Regions from separate parts of the Bicyclus anynana genome. Here all the other regions are linked to region 1. A link is a contact called in public Hi-C data. All regions are on one chromosome and are shown on one strand. Each heading gives the region's core, a stretch centred on a gene start, on an enhancer-like site or on the middle of the called end of the contact. The rest is flanking DNA. Distances are from core to core; before and after follow the strand shown.

Evidence for each region. A called contact is a pair of places that touch in the nucleus more often than the background predicts.
Region 2: a contact with region 1 is called in a Hi-C map of whole larva, with 5 times the contacts expected there. The contact joins two enhancer-like sites. A contact is called at or near these places in 2 of 2 Hi-C or Micro-C datasets (whole body and whole larva).
Region 3: a Hi-C map of whole larva shows a contact between it and region 1, with 6 times the contacts expected there. The contact joins two enhancer-like sites. A contact is called at or near these places in 2 of 2 Hi-C or Micro-C datasets (whole body and whole larva).

The regions. Positions count from the first base shown.
Region 1 is chr18:2,329,499-2,333,823 of ilBicAnyn1.1, forward strand. All of the region lies in intron 1 of LOC112058090 (serine/threonine-protein kinase MARK2), which reads right to left. Among protein-coding and RNA genes, the nearest start is that of LOC112058090, 100 kb to the right of the region's middle. Within about 2 kb of position 2,908, at least 7 of the 8 cell types and tissues checked have open chromatin away from gene starts, as enhancers often do.
Region 2 is chr18:2,260,567-2,264,586 of ilBicAnyn1.1, forward strand. It overlaps LOC112058090 (serine/threonine-protein kinase MARK2), which reads right to left. Exons shown (of 21, transcript XM_052886767.1): 4 at 3,110-3,217; 5 at 2,600-2,722; 6 at 1,862-1,997; 7 at 806-941. Among protein-coding and RNA genes, the nearest start is that of LOC112058089, 82 kb to the left of the region's middle. Within about 2 kb of position 2,590, at least 7 of the 8 cell types and tissues checked have open chromatin away from gene starts, as enhancers often do.
Region 3 is chr18:2,402,320-2,406,263 of ilBicAnyn1.1, forward strand. The region is part of intron 1 of LOC112058090 (serine/threonine-protein kinase MARK2); the gene reads right to left. Among protein-coding and RNA genes, the nearest start is that of LOC112058090, 30 kb to the right of the region's middle. Within about 2 kb of position 2,277, at least 8 of the 8 cell types and tissues checked have open chromatin away from gene starts, as enhancers often do.

The sequences.
Region 1 (4,325 bases), core at 1,658-4,157:
TTTTAATGTATTTTTTTCTACCTTTTTCTAACCAATTTTCATGTCTACCAAAATTTGGTAGGCATTTGAATAAATAGGTTTGACGGCCTTCGTGGCGCATTGGTATGCGCGGTGGATTTACAAAACGGAGGTCCTGGGTTCGATCCCCGGCTGGGCCGATTGATATTTTCTTAATTGGTCCAGGTCTGGCTGGTGGGAGGTTTCGGCCGTGGCTAGTTACCACCCTACCGACAAAGACGTACCGCCAAGCCATTTAGCGTTCTGGTACGATGTCGTGTAGAAACCGAAAAGGGGTGTGGATTTTCATCCTCCTCCTAACAAGTTTGCCCGCTTCCATCTTAGACTGCATCATCACTTACTATCAAAAAAAAAGGTTGTTTAGTATTTTCACTCTTTTTCACTCTACCCCCTTACCCTACCCCCTTCTATAATTACGATTTAAGATTTACATAATCAGTATCCATAATGTAGCAAAATTTTATTATTTGTGATTGTGGACTTTCGCTTTTTAGTGAAATAATTTGGTCACAAACTTAAATTAAGGTAAAATTCAACTTGACACAACCTGATTTACGCTGTACTTAAAACACACAATGGTCTGGCAAATAAGCGATGGCCGACCTACTTGCATACGCAATTAGTGGTAAAGACATTAATGTTGTTTATCGTAGTACCTGTACTGGGGGCAGTAAAATGGGGAAAATGTAGGGGTAATTGGGTTACAAGGCACGTGATTGTTTTTTTTAAGTATAGGTAAATAGTCTAGCACAAGTATAATGTATGTATGTAACAAAGAAAAGGGTAGGATAGGAATAGGGTAGAGGTAGGATAGCAGTAGGGTAGGGTAACCGTAGGTTAGATGTAGGGTAGGAGTAAGGTAGGGGTAGGGTTGAGTAAGGGTAGAATTTCACGCGGACAATTGGTTCAATCAATAGTTATATGCCTTGCTATATAAGCATTGATTGAACCAAGATTTTCAGTTAGATCCAATTTAGGGCAATTAAATTCGACGTTTATTTTGTAAGAACAATGTTAATTCATTTTAGATAGTCAATAAGTTACATTTTTTTTTTTTTTCAAGTAAAGTAACAGATTGAGTATGTATTTAGTGAAAGGGTTGAAATTTATTACAACGTAATATTGTTTCCCACAGGTGGTAGTTCTAGTACAGCCGTAATTCGTAAGCTTAGTTTATCAATTAATTATTATCAATTTATTATAAACGTTGTTCAAGCGGTAAACGGGTAACCGACATATTATTTTTAAATTCATAATTTTAAATTAACAATAGGACTTAACCAGACACGGCCTAAATTTATATTTTTTAATATATGCTCTATAGAAAGATCGTCGAAATCTGGCAATTAGTTTTCAAAATTGTTACCTCAAAATCCGCAATATCAATCCCCCGCGGCAAATTAAGAAAGAACATGAAATCGTTTAAGAGTTCACATTAGAACGTGCCGCGCCGCCTAACGGCCGCTACGTGCAAATTAAATAAGCCACAATTTGGATCAAGTTCATATTTTTATGGCTGAGCCGGCACGACCGCTTTTTGTAGGGCGTCTACAAAAGAAGACTAGATATTTTTTTTATTATTCTATGACAAGCTAACCCTTGCCTGCGATGTTAAGTGACGATGTATAGTTTGGCAAATTCGTTCGTAACACTACCGATGGTACGCGCGGGCCGGGGGGGCGTGTAGCGATGAATGAAACGACTAATGCACCTCACGTCCCCGCAAGCACGATTTCACACCGGCGCAGTCTTTATTTATTATCATGGAAATGTCATTATCGAACTTGCCAAGCTATAGTCTAAGATGGAAGCGGGCTTACTTGGAAGAGGTATAAGTTTATTCTTGCTATACCTCTGACGGTTTACACGCGGCATCGTACCGGAACGCTGAATCGCTTTACCCGTAGGGTAGTAACTAGTCACGGTCGAACCCTGGCACCAAACCTGAGCCAATTTGGAAAATATTGAATCCTATATTGTACACATGAGTACTACCTACTGCGCTAGTGAGGTCATCTAAATACTGTGTACAATATTGTTTTTTTTTTATTGAAAATTCAAATAATGGGATGTCATTATCAAGTCGTAGTAGCATGTCAAACCAAAAATCAGGCTAATATACAACCAACCATGGTTACGTTACATACATACCCTCCCTCCCATCCCATCTAAAAGTTTGATACTTTATTAGACGCGCGCCCATTTTCTGAATTACTACAACTCTTTGATAATAGATGGCGCACGAGTACTTTATGAAACGAAATGGGAAAAAAAATTAACAGTGTGCCTTGTGGGAGTTTTCAATATTTTCATACTGTTACTATCGCTTTAACGTAAACGCGAATGTATATGCCATTGAAACAGTTGTGCAGTAGTGCCACTAGATGGCGCTGTTTCAATTCCTTAGAAATTCGCGTTTACGTTAACGCGATCGTCACAGTATCAAACTGCCACTAGGCCCTCTGAAATAATCCGTAGGTACAGTGTAAGATGTCATAATAAAGTCACTGTGTAATAAAATCAACTCAAAAGACAGTACTTAATATTATATGATGTACAGAAGAATTACTTAGATTTAGTTTTTTAGATCGCGTATAAAATTGATAATCCAGGTAGGTATCTAGTGACAGTCACACCATCAAGACGAATATAATGGATATGGAATACCAACTCACAGCTAAAACACATAACCCTCTTTTTGGTATTCACTGCAGTCTTGTGAAAACCAGTAAGTAGTTATAACTCTTCGTGATATTGAAGAACATATCGAATTTCGTTACGTAAAAAACAATGAGACAAATAAAAAGATTACATGCTCATAATACGAGCGGGCGGGTCACTGACCCCGGCTCAGTGTAGGCAGGAAACGAGGCAAGAACTAGATTTTGAGACCTGTTCCTACGCGAAATACGCGCCATATACGGACTGTAACCGTGAACCCCACTTATGGGAGGGCTTTTTTATTTCACGACAACTTTGCGTTCTGTGGTCTCACTTCATGATGGAGACCTTTTTCCGACGACAACACGGTTTGTTTTATTTAACAGACAATTATTTTTATGATAATCTGAAAGACAGGGTAGGAAGGGGTTGGATAAACCATTCCCACAGACACTACATCATGGCTAAACCAACGATGCGGATTCGTTTTTTGCTTTGAAAAATACTCAATAATATAAAAAAGAATAAATAATTTAACATATAAGAAATATAAACCAAATATTTTATACATGTAATTTTTACAATTTAATTTACATTATTTATTAAATGGTGTGATACCATTTAATAAATAATTCACAATCAAACTATTTTGTGATGCTAAATAATAATTAATTAATATTAATAATTGATCACTGATTATTAATTAATTATTATTACAATTGTACATGTTTTCTCAACAAGTTTCAGTACCAAAGCCCAATATCAGTTATCAAACATTTTCACTGCGCAAGGTGAGAATTAAACACCAGTAGCGCCATCTAGTGTAGAGTAACAGAACTGCAATAATTTAAACTTGTAACAAATTAACACCTATTATATGAATGAACAATATATGGAATAAAAAATAAATGATAAATATTTTGTAAACAAAACGAAAGTAATGCATAATATGATGCAAAATTATTTCTTGTAATTCCGCTACTCACCGATAGATGGCGCGACCAGTGCCACGACCTATGTGTGACATAATCATTGTAAGGTCATGAAAATGACGGAGATTTAACCAATTGAAAATGCAGCTTGATAACCTTCGGAATGATCAAATCAACAACGTAATAAGGTTATTAAAAAAAAATATTTGGTAGCATACCTACGTCAAAAACTTGCATCTAAGTATAATAAAAAATTACAGTAGTTTTATCTGTTTAATGTTAAGTGAGGAACTCAACTGTAATTTGAAGTAGGTGCCGTAATGAGTTGAATTTACCGCACGCATGTGCATGCAGTTAACGGGCGCGCACGCCGCGACCTGCTGCTCCTTGGTTGCGCACCTTTCACTAATCAGGCGTCAGTATTGAGACGTACATAGTTATGCTGCGGGGCAACAATCATCAACTGGTCGATCTGAAAGATTAAACTCCATTCGTGCGTCGGAGCTAATACACAATTTTTTTTAACTATTCAAGAACATCGCAGCAAGAAGTTGATTACAGATACAGAGCGTCCAGGTCGAGAGGATGACATTTTTCTCCACGGCTCTACTGCTCTCTCGGTCTACATCCAGGCACTAATAAATTGGATACAAAGCAAGGAAAAAGTTCAAAAAAGTCGCCACAACAGTCATTGATAAGTTACACAATTATTAA
Region 2 (4,020 bases), core at 1,340-3,839, 69 kb before region 1:
TCGGAAAAGAAAAAACTTTAAGCTACCAAAAACTATACGTGTGTATTATTTTACAGGAATATTTCCTTGCGGAATAAGAGCTCCCGGGCGTGTGATCCATTTTCTTTACCACGAAGCGATAGAGGCTTAAATCACGCAGCTTTATAGTCCGCTCTGACAGAGGATGTGGGATGCCTGCCTCCGATTCCGGAGGGTGTGGGTTCGAATCCGGTCATGCACCTCCAACTTTTCAGTTGTGTGCATTTTTCAAGAAATTAAATATCACATGTCTCAAACGGTGAAGGAAAAACATCGTGAGGAAACCTGCAAACCAGAGAATTTTCTTAATTCTCTGCGTCTGTGAAGTCTGCCAATCCGCATTGGGCCTGCGTGGTGGACTATTGGCCTAACCCCTCTTATTTTGAGAGGAGACTCGAACTCAGCAGTGAGCCGAATATGGGATGATGATGATGATGATGATGAATTACACTTGCGCAGGGGTATTACACGAGGACCAGAGACGTAGCTCCCCCCTATCAATGATACTGAGCCTACAGACTACATTACATCATCAAAAACAAAAATTAGTAAAATGTAAATCACACAATCTCAATTAGTCTGGTGCTTCTTGGGGAAAAAAAACTGCAAAAAGTCAAAAATTTCATTTTTCCTCTTGGTCACTTCTTGTTCTACATAGGTCAAGTCACTGTCATATTTATTTTAAGCGAGCTTTTTTGTTTGTAAGAAATCTTTACCCTTAATTTGGGCCCCCCCTCTTGATACGGGGCCCCTACAAGGCACGCTACCCCACCGTCGCGGACTGTACCTGTACTTCCCCCGCAGCACTCGCTCCCGCAGCTCGCGCAGCGTGGAGCCGTCGAAGGGCAGCGAGCCCGACACGAGTGTGTACAGGATCACGCCCAGCGACCACACGTCCACTTCGGGGCCGTCGTACTTCTTGCCTGCAATATGAGACACATTGACATAAAGTGACCATTATCAGAAGAACCCCAGAAGAACCAAAGCCACTGACATAGCTCAGCGAGTCGCGAAGCTGAAGTGGCAAAGGGCAGGGCATGTAGTTCGAAGAGTCGATGGATGTTTGGGTCCCAAAGTGCTGAAATGACGACGTCCATCGGCTGTTGATGAGGATGATGACCATTATCAGATTATTTTAACGGCCCACTATAAGGCCAGTCGTACCTCCTCACAGGAGAGGAGATATGATCTCAGATATTGATGATAATAAACACGAATAACAATTTAAACTTCCCAGCTCTGAGAGAAGAGTTATGGAGTTATTTACTGACTTATTAATTGAATGAAAAGGTCTTCACGCACGTTAGACTTAGGAAGTTGGAGAATGAGTTACGAAAAGTGTAATCGGACGAGGCTTTTAAAATGTGTGCTGCTATCTACAGGCATAGTAAATCAGTGTTTATTATTGTAAATTACCAACAGCAAACGCTTGGCAGTCCCGCATGGGGCAAGTCACAGAAACCGACACCGATAGCGAGAAATCGCAGTCCGCGTGGGATGCCAGGATTTACGACATCCCGGACAACCCATAGGTCAAAAGGCCTCAATCCCGAAATAGCTTGAAAGAACAAGACCGGGTGAGAATGTTCCTCCACGACTACCTGATCTTATCGGCAGGAGACGATCTGGCTGGCGAATAGATGGCATTATCAGGGAACTTGAACATATAAGGCTAGTCCTCCCTCTTTAGAGGAGATAACTTATGGGTGATACTGTAGAATTCCTTAACAACCTCTATTTGATGACAATGGTTTACGTGCTCACGGCACGGGAGTCTTCCCAGCTCTGGGAGAGGAGACGTGGAGCTCACATACGCGGCTCCAATGAGGGAAGGCGGGCGTACCTTGGAACAGCTCTGGCGCGGCGTAGGGCGGCGAGCCGCAGAAGGTGTCGAGCTTGGCGCCCGGCGTGAACTCGTTCGAGAACCCGAAGTCCGCGATCTTTATGTTCATCTCGCCATCGAGCAGCAGGTTTTCCGCCTGGAGTGCATACATTCACTGGATAAATGTAAATCGTTAACAAAAAATTAAAAAACATATTATTAAGAGCCATATTAATATGCGTCCTTAGTGTTTTACTCGCGTATTAAAATCTTCAAACATGTAGCCTTTGTTAGATAGTCTATGGTACTCCTGTGAGTCTAGCTACCTTATATACAAAAACAATTTTGCTGCTAGGAGTAACACTAATGTCCACTGCTTTTTTATTAAATTAATCCCTCTTATTAAGGGAGCAGCCCCAAAAGCCCCTAGCTGCATCACTGCAATTTGTATGAAAATTCCAAGTGACGACATATCGAGAATGCGCTATTCGATCGCGAACGAAACCATATCCTAAAGTAACCCCAAGTACTAAAGCGAGGCGCTTCGTGTACGAACCTCGGATTGCATCGAATCCTTTGGCTCAGGCGCAAAAACCGACAACGGTCAGTAGTCCAGCGAGGTTGAGGTTGCACGAAGCGAAGTGAAATTTGTGTAGGCCATCATCATGTGTTGTGTTGTGTATCGTATTCGATTAACTTCGCGAGTAGCGTATTGGTGGGTGTCCATTTTGTCTAAGTGCGAGCGGAGTCTGAGCTCACCTTGAGATCCCTGTGTATGATCCTCTTCTGATGGCAGTACTGCACTGCGGACACTATTTGCCTGAACTTGGCGCGCGCCTCCTTCTCCTTCATGCGCCCGTGTAGCACCAAGTAGTCGAACACCTGGAAATGATACAAATTAATATTAAATAAAATCGTAAAGTGATATATTTTTTAAAGAATGGTTGCCATATCTTTTAAATATGACCAATATTCCAATTCCCCTCAAAACTAGTCGGAAAAGACTACGGGTCAAACCCCAACAACTAAAAATAATACTTTCAAAAGGAAATTAAAAAAGTATTTTTAGACTACAAAATTTTTTGGAATGTTTATTTCTTCTCAGTCTGTCTGCCTTTTGTCATTGTCATTTCAATGTTTTTATTAACTTTTTCTCCTTTTCTGGGTTTACCAGCAACATATTTGCAACAGCGTAAGTGGTCTCCTCTTCTATTAGATAAGGGATAAGGGGTCTAACCCTCAAGACTACGTAGCATGAATGATACTTACTTCGCCACCAGACGCGTACTCCATCACGAGGTACAGTGTTTTTTCTGTTTCGATAACTTGGAACAGTTTCACAATGTTGGGGTGATCGAGCATTTTCATTATCCGCACCTGAAAACAAATATCAAATACATTATAATAAACCATTTTATAAAATAAAATATACATAAATTATATATTGTTATAGGTAATAGTAACTTGTAATCTTATCGTTTACTGTTTGTTGACCCAAATAAAAATTTAAAAAAAAAAAAAAATAGTCACAGAATGTAGATTTTTTTTTTTTTTATTCTTGACAAGTTAGCCCTTGACTACAATCTCACCTATGGTAAGTGATGATGCAGTCTAAGATGGAAGCGGACTAACTTGTTAGGAGGAGGATGAAAATCCACACTCCTTTGGTTTCTACACGACATCGTACCGGAACGCTAAATCGCTTGGCGGTACGTCTTTGCCGGTAGGGTGGTAACTAGCCACGGCCGAAGCCGCCCACCAGCCAAAATTTAAGATTTAAGACATACAAGGTTCCGCTAGGTGCAGGCAGCTCGAGATTGTTTTAAAGACATTATAGGTCTTAGACTTAGTCCAACAGTGGACGTCCAGTATTTATTGTGTTACTATAGTCATTATCGTGATCAGCCAATAAAAGTCATCCATTGCTGGATATGGCCTTTTGTAAGGACTTTCATACACCATGGTTTTATGCTACTTGCTTTTGCAACCTGTTTTTATATCATCGGTCTACCTAGTGGGTCAACCAATACTCTCTGGTGCGGGGTCGCTGTTCGAGCACCTTGAGAATTCAACCTCCACCAGCACATGGACTATGAGCCCAACCAATTACCACTTCAGCTCTGGGACTCGTTGAGCTACATATCACGCAGAGATACTCCTCAATTACAGTACATGTTTGC
Region 3 (3,944 bases), core at 1,027-3,526, 72 kb after region 1:
CCAAATTACAACTAAAACTGTAAAATAATGATAATTATCTGAATTAGTTAGATTAGACGGAGATAAGAAAACGTCGCCAAAATTTTCAAATTTAGTTTAAAACTTCCTATTTTAGAAAAACGAGTTTTTTAAATTACTTCATTGTAATAATAGTCTTGAAAATATACGTTGATTTGTATATTTTTGTGTCTCTCATTTTTCGATAACAATGGCAATAGATGTATGAGCAAATGTTACATGATCAGAAAAATTTAGGATCTTACTAATTTCTCAAATAATTTCATTACCAATACCATCTTAACCTGCAATTTCTAAAGAGGCACAATTATCATAAGTAGGGAAGCCAAACATTTAAATATTAACATAAGCGGATTATTGCTCAATAGGCCTTGCGACTTCTCTTTTTACTTTTTACTTTTTCTTTTATTTTTATACATTAAGCTAAACATAAAACTTGTTATTTTTACATGGTTTATGTGATTTATCTCAACCGTACTACCCGGTAAAAAAAAATTTAACGTTGCGTTTGACTAGGGTACTACGGGGTATATTTTCAACGAGCAGCATAGGCTATATTTTATTCCCGTATTGCCACGGGAACGGGAATTACGCCGGTGAAACTGCGGGCATCTGCTACTAGCAAAATAAATATGTAATGTGTAATACTGCAAAATTAAGTCCTACATCCAAACAAAAGGCCTATGCTGACAAGTTTAATATGAATTTATATGTACCAACATAAACTGTATTTCTTTTGTTGTTACATAAAGATAAAGAAGTAGTTTTAACAAGCGTCAAGGTCAAGTGTCCAAGAATAGAGTGGAGGGGTTCATCAGATGCGAGCTGAATGACATTTATTGCACACTACACATTGTTTGATGCGTTACGTAACGCTTTTTGTTTACACGTTCGTATTGAGTCATCATTTACCAAGTCTTCATGATTAGAGTTTTATAAATTTCTACCGACATTTTGGGAGGAACCATGGTCGGGAAGATATGTGAAAGTTGGTACGAGGATAGTCATGTTGGAAGCTTAATCGAATCCATGACTTGCGACCAACAAAATAATGTCATGAAGAGAAATAGCCAAATTTCAACAAATGACGGTGCAACCGGAAAATCCGCAATCTCTTTCATTGCGTTGGTAGCCGTCATCGGACAATTTGTCTATTTCCCTTCGCTTGGTCCCATGTGAGCACTACTGAAGAAGTTATAGGTAATGGTATAGGTTAATACCTATGTACATGCATAATGAACTTGCTTATATCGACAAGTCACGTGGATGTCACCTTGACACGATCGCAGCGACTCCCGCGCAATCATCCAATTGACGCACCGGACAAGATGGCGGCGCGAGTCCGTTGACAGTTGCGTTCGATAATAATTAGTCAAAGGTGACATAAAATACACCCAGCCCACCGACCTGCATTGGTGCAGCGTGTTGGATCTAAACTTTATATCCCTATCCCTATAAGCTATATATGTAAAATTTAATCCTACTAATATTATAAACGCTAAAGCGAAAGTATGGATGTTTGGATGTTTGTTACTCTTTAACGCCGCCACAACTGAAGCGATTTGGCTAAAATTTGGAATGGAAATGGATTTTACTATGGATTAACACATAGGCTACTTTTTATCCCGAAAAAATCTATGGTTTCCCGAGATTTGCGAAGAATGATGATATTAATGTTTGTTACTCTTTCACGCCTCGACTACTGAACCGAATTAACTGAAATTTGGTATTGAGATATATTATAGCATAGATTAACACATAGGCTACTTTTTATCCCGGAAAACTGATGGTTCCCGAGGGATTTGTGAAAAACTAATTCCACGCAGACGTCCGCTAGTTTAGCAAAATAACAACCAGAACATCACAAAAGTTTTAAAACTAAAATATCATAACAAATAACTACATTTTACATTTTTTTCTTAAAGCTATCAACAAACTGCAAGACCACCTTGTCTTGTACAATAAATAATTACAAACACAATACATTAAAGGAAAATCACGTCTCATTGAAATAAATGATAATAGTGAAATAAAAAAAAAAACAACAAAACAAAGAAACCTCTCGTAGTTAACATTGAAAACAACGCTATGTCAACTTACAAGATAGTACAACAAACACGGTTATCGCTGTACCAATATACTAATATACCTACATTATTATTTGAACGCTGGGAGATAAAAGGTAAATCAATAGTCTGAAACACCAAGTATACGTGACTTGCAGCGCCATCTATTATGCAGTAGCTGATTCGCTAAGCGACGCCACGTAGCGGTTGGCGGCGGAACTGCGCGCTTGATGGTTTGTATCTAGGCATTAAAGTTGCAGAGACCTTTAAAGTTGGTTCCTATCTTCGGTTGTGGTAATAAAATGCAATTTCGTCATTGGTACTGAAATGAGTTTTAAAAATGTTTTTGTGTTTTATTATATATCAAGAAACAATTTGTTATTAAAAATGTCCATTTACAAAAATTTTCAACAAAATCAGTAACATTAAAATATTTTTTTTATAACAATATATACTCGGAGGCACGATTATCCGACCACTTTAATATACTCGCGTCCGATTAAAGTGGGCGGATAATTGTGCCTCTGAGTATATATCACAATATAACCTGTTGTGCAGCTTATCATTACAGCCATCCTTTTAAGGCCGGCGTATATCTGGCAATATGCATCGTAGGTCAATTTTAACTATTAATCTATTCGTAATAAGCTAAGTAATATTGAAATAAAATCGACAATTATTTCAACTTACATCACTAACATGTTTTTGTTGTTAAATAATTAATGACCAGGCTATGCCTCAAATATTTTATTACTAACGAATGAGCCTCCTCAGATATACAGCAGCCCTAAGATAGCAAAATAAAAATAAAGCCCGAAGCCAATTCAATATTCTCTGCAGATGGTACAAGTTTAGTCCCGTGTCTAGTTACCTACTCTATACATTGATATACAAATACAAAGATATCACCATACAGAAAATTAGTTTCCACTCTAGATTGTTTTTTAGATTTTAAACTATTGTGAGTGTAGTGTAGTGTTCTCTAGATTGCTTTGTTATTATTTTCGAACGATATAACATGAGAAAAAATTAACTTAGTTTTCTTGTATTATTTTATATTCTCTAGATTGTTTTGTTATTATTTCCGATAAAAACGATTTATTATGAGAAAAATTCAACTTAGACATTTTTGTGTATTACTTTAAATTATAAGATAATAAGCAACATAGGTATATGGTGTAACTTGACACAAATTTATTTTAATTTTCAAGATGCAAGATTATTTTAAGTTTATTTCAATAACCATTTTTATAATCTGATATCATATCTTCGGTTCCGTCGTATATCAGAGACTCAATAAATTAAATATTGGACGTTGAACGTTGGATAGAAAATGCAATTATAGGAGAATTTAATTACTTCTGCTGTCCGTCCAAGCAACGTAAATATTATGGCAATAAAACGTTCTATACGTTCAAGGGTTGGACTCGATTTCGAAAATTCATAGGTTCGATACTCCATTCGTTGTAAAGGTTAGTCATTTCTTAATTTAAAACAGAAACAGGTAACTATTTATTGATTTGATCCACTAGTGACTGTTACAGTTTTTACATAATAATCTAAAAAATACAAATACAAGGCTCTGTGCAATCTTAATAAAGCAAATTAATAATTATAAAAATAGTTTACGGTTTACGAAAAAAAGACAGTTTACAGTTAACAAAAAAAAAATCAGTTGGCACTATTTGAGTGTTATTTATTAGAAAAAAAATAAAATGAAAGAGGTATAAAAAATGTTACATTTTGAATAGGAAAAATTAGTTTAGTAACATTAGGTATAAAACTAACTTGTGATATGTCTGACAAACTTGGTGAGTCTATGTTGATATAGAACGACTTATACTTATAATTTACATTTGG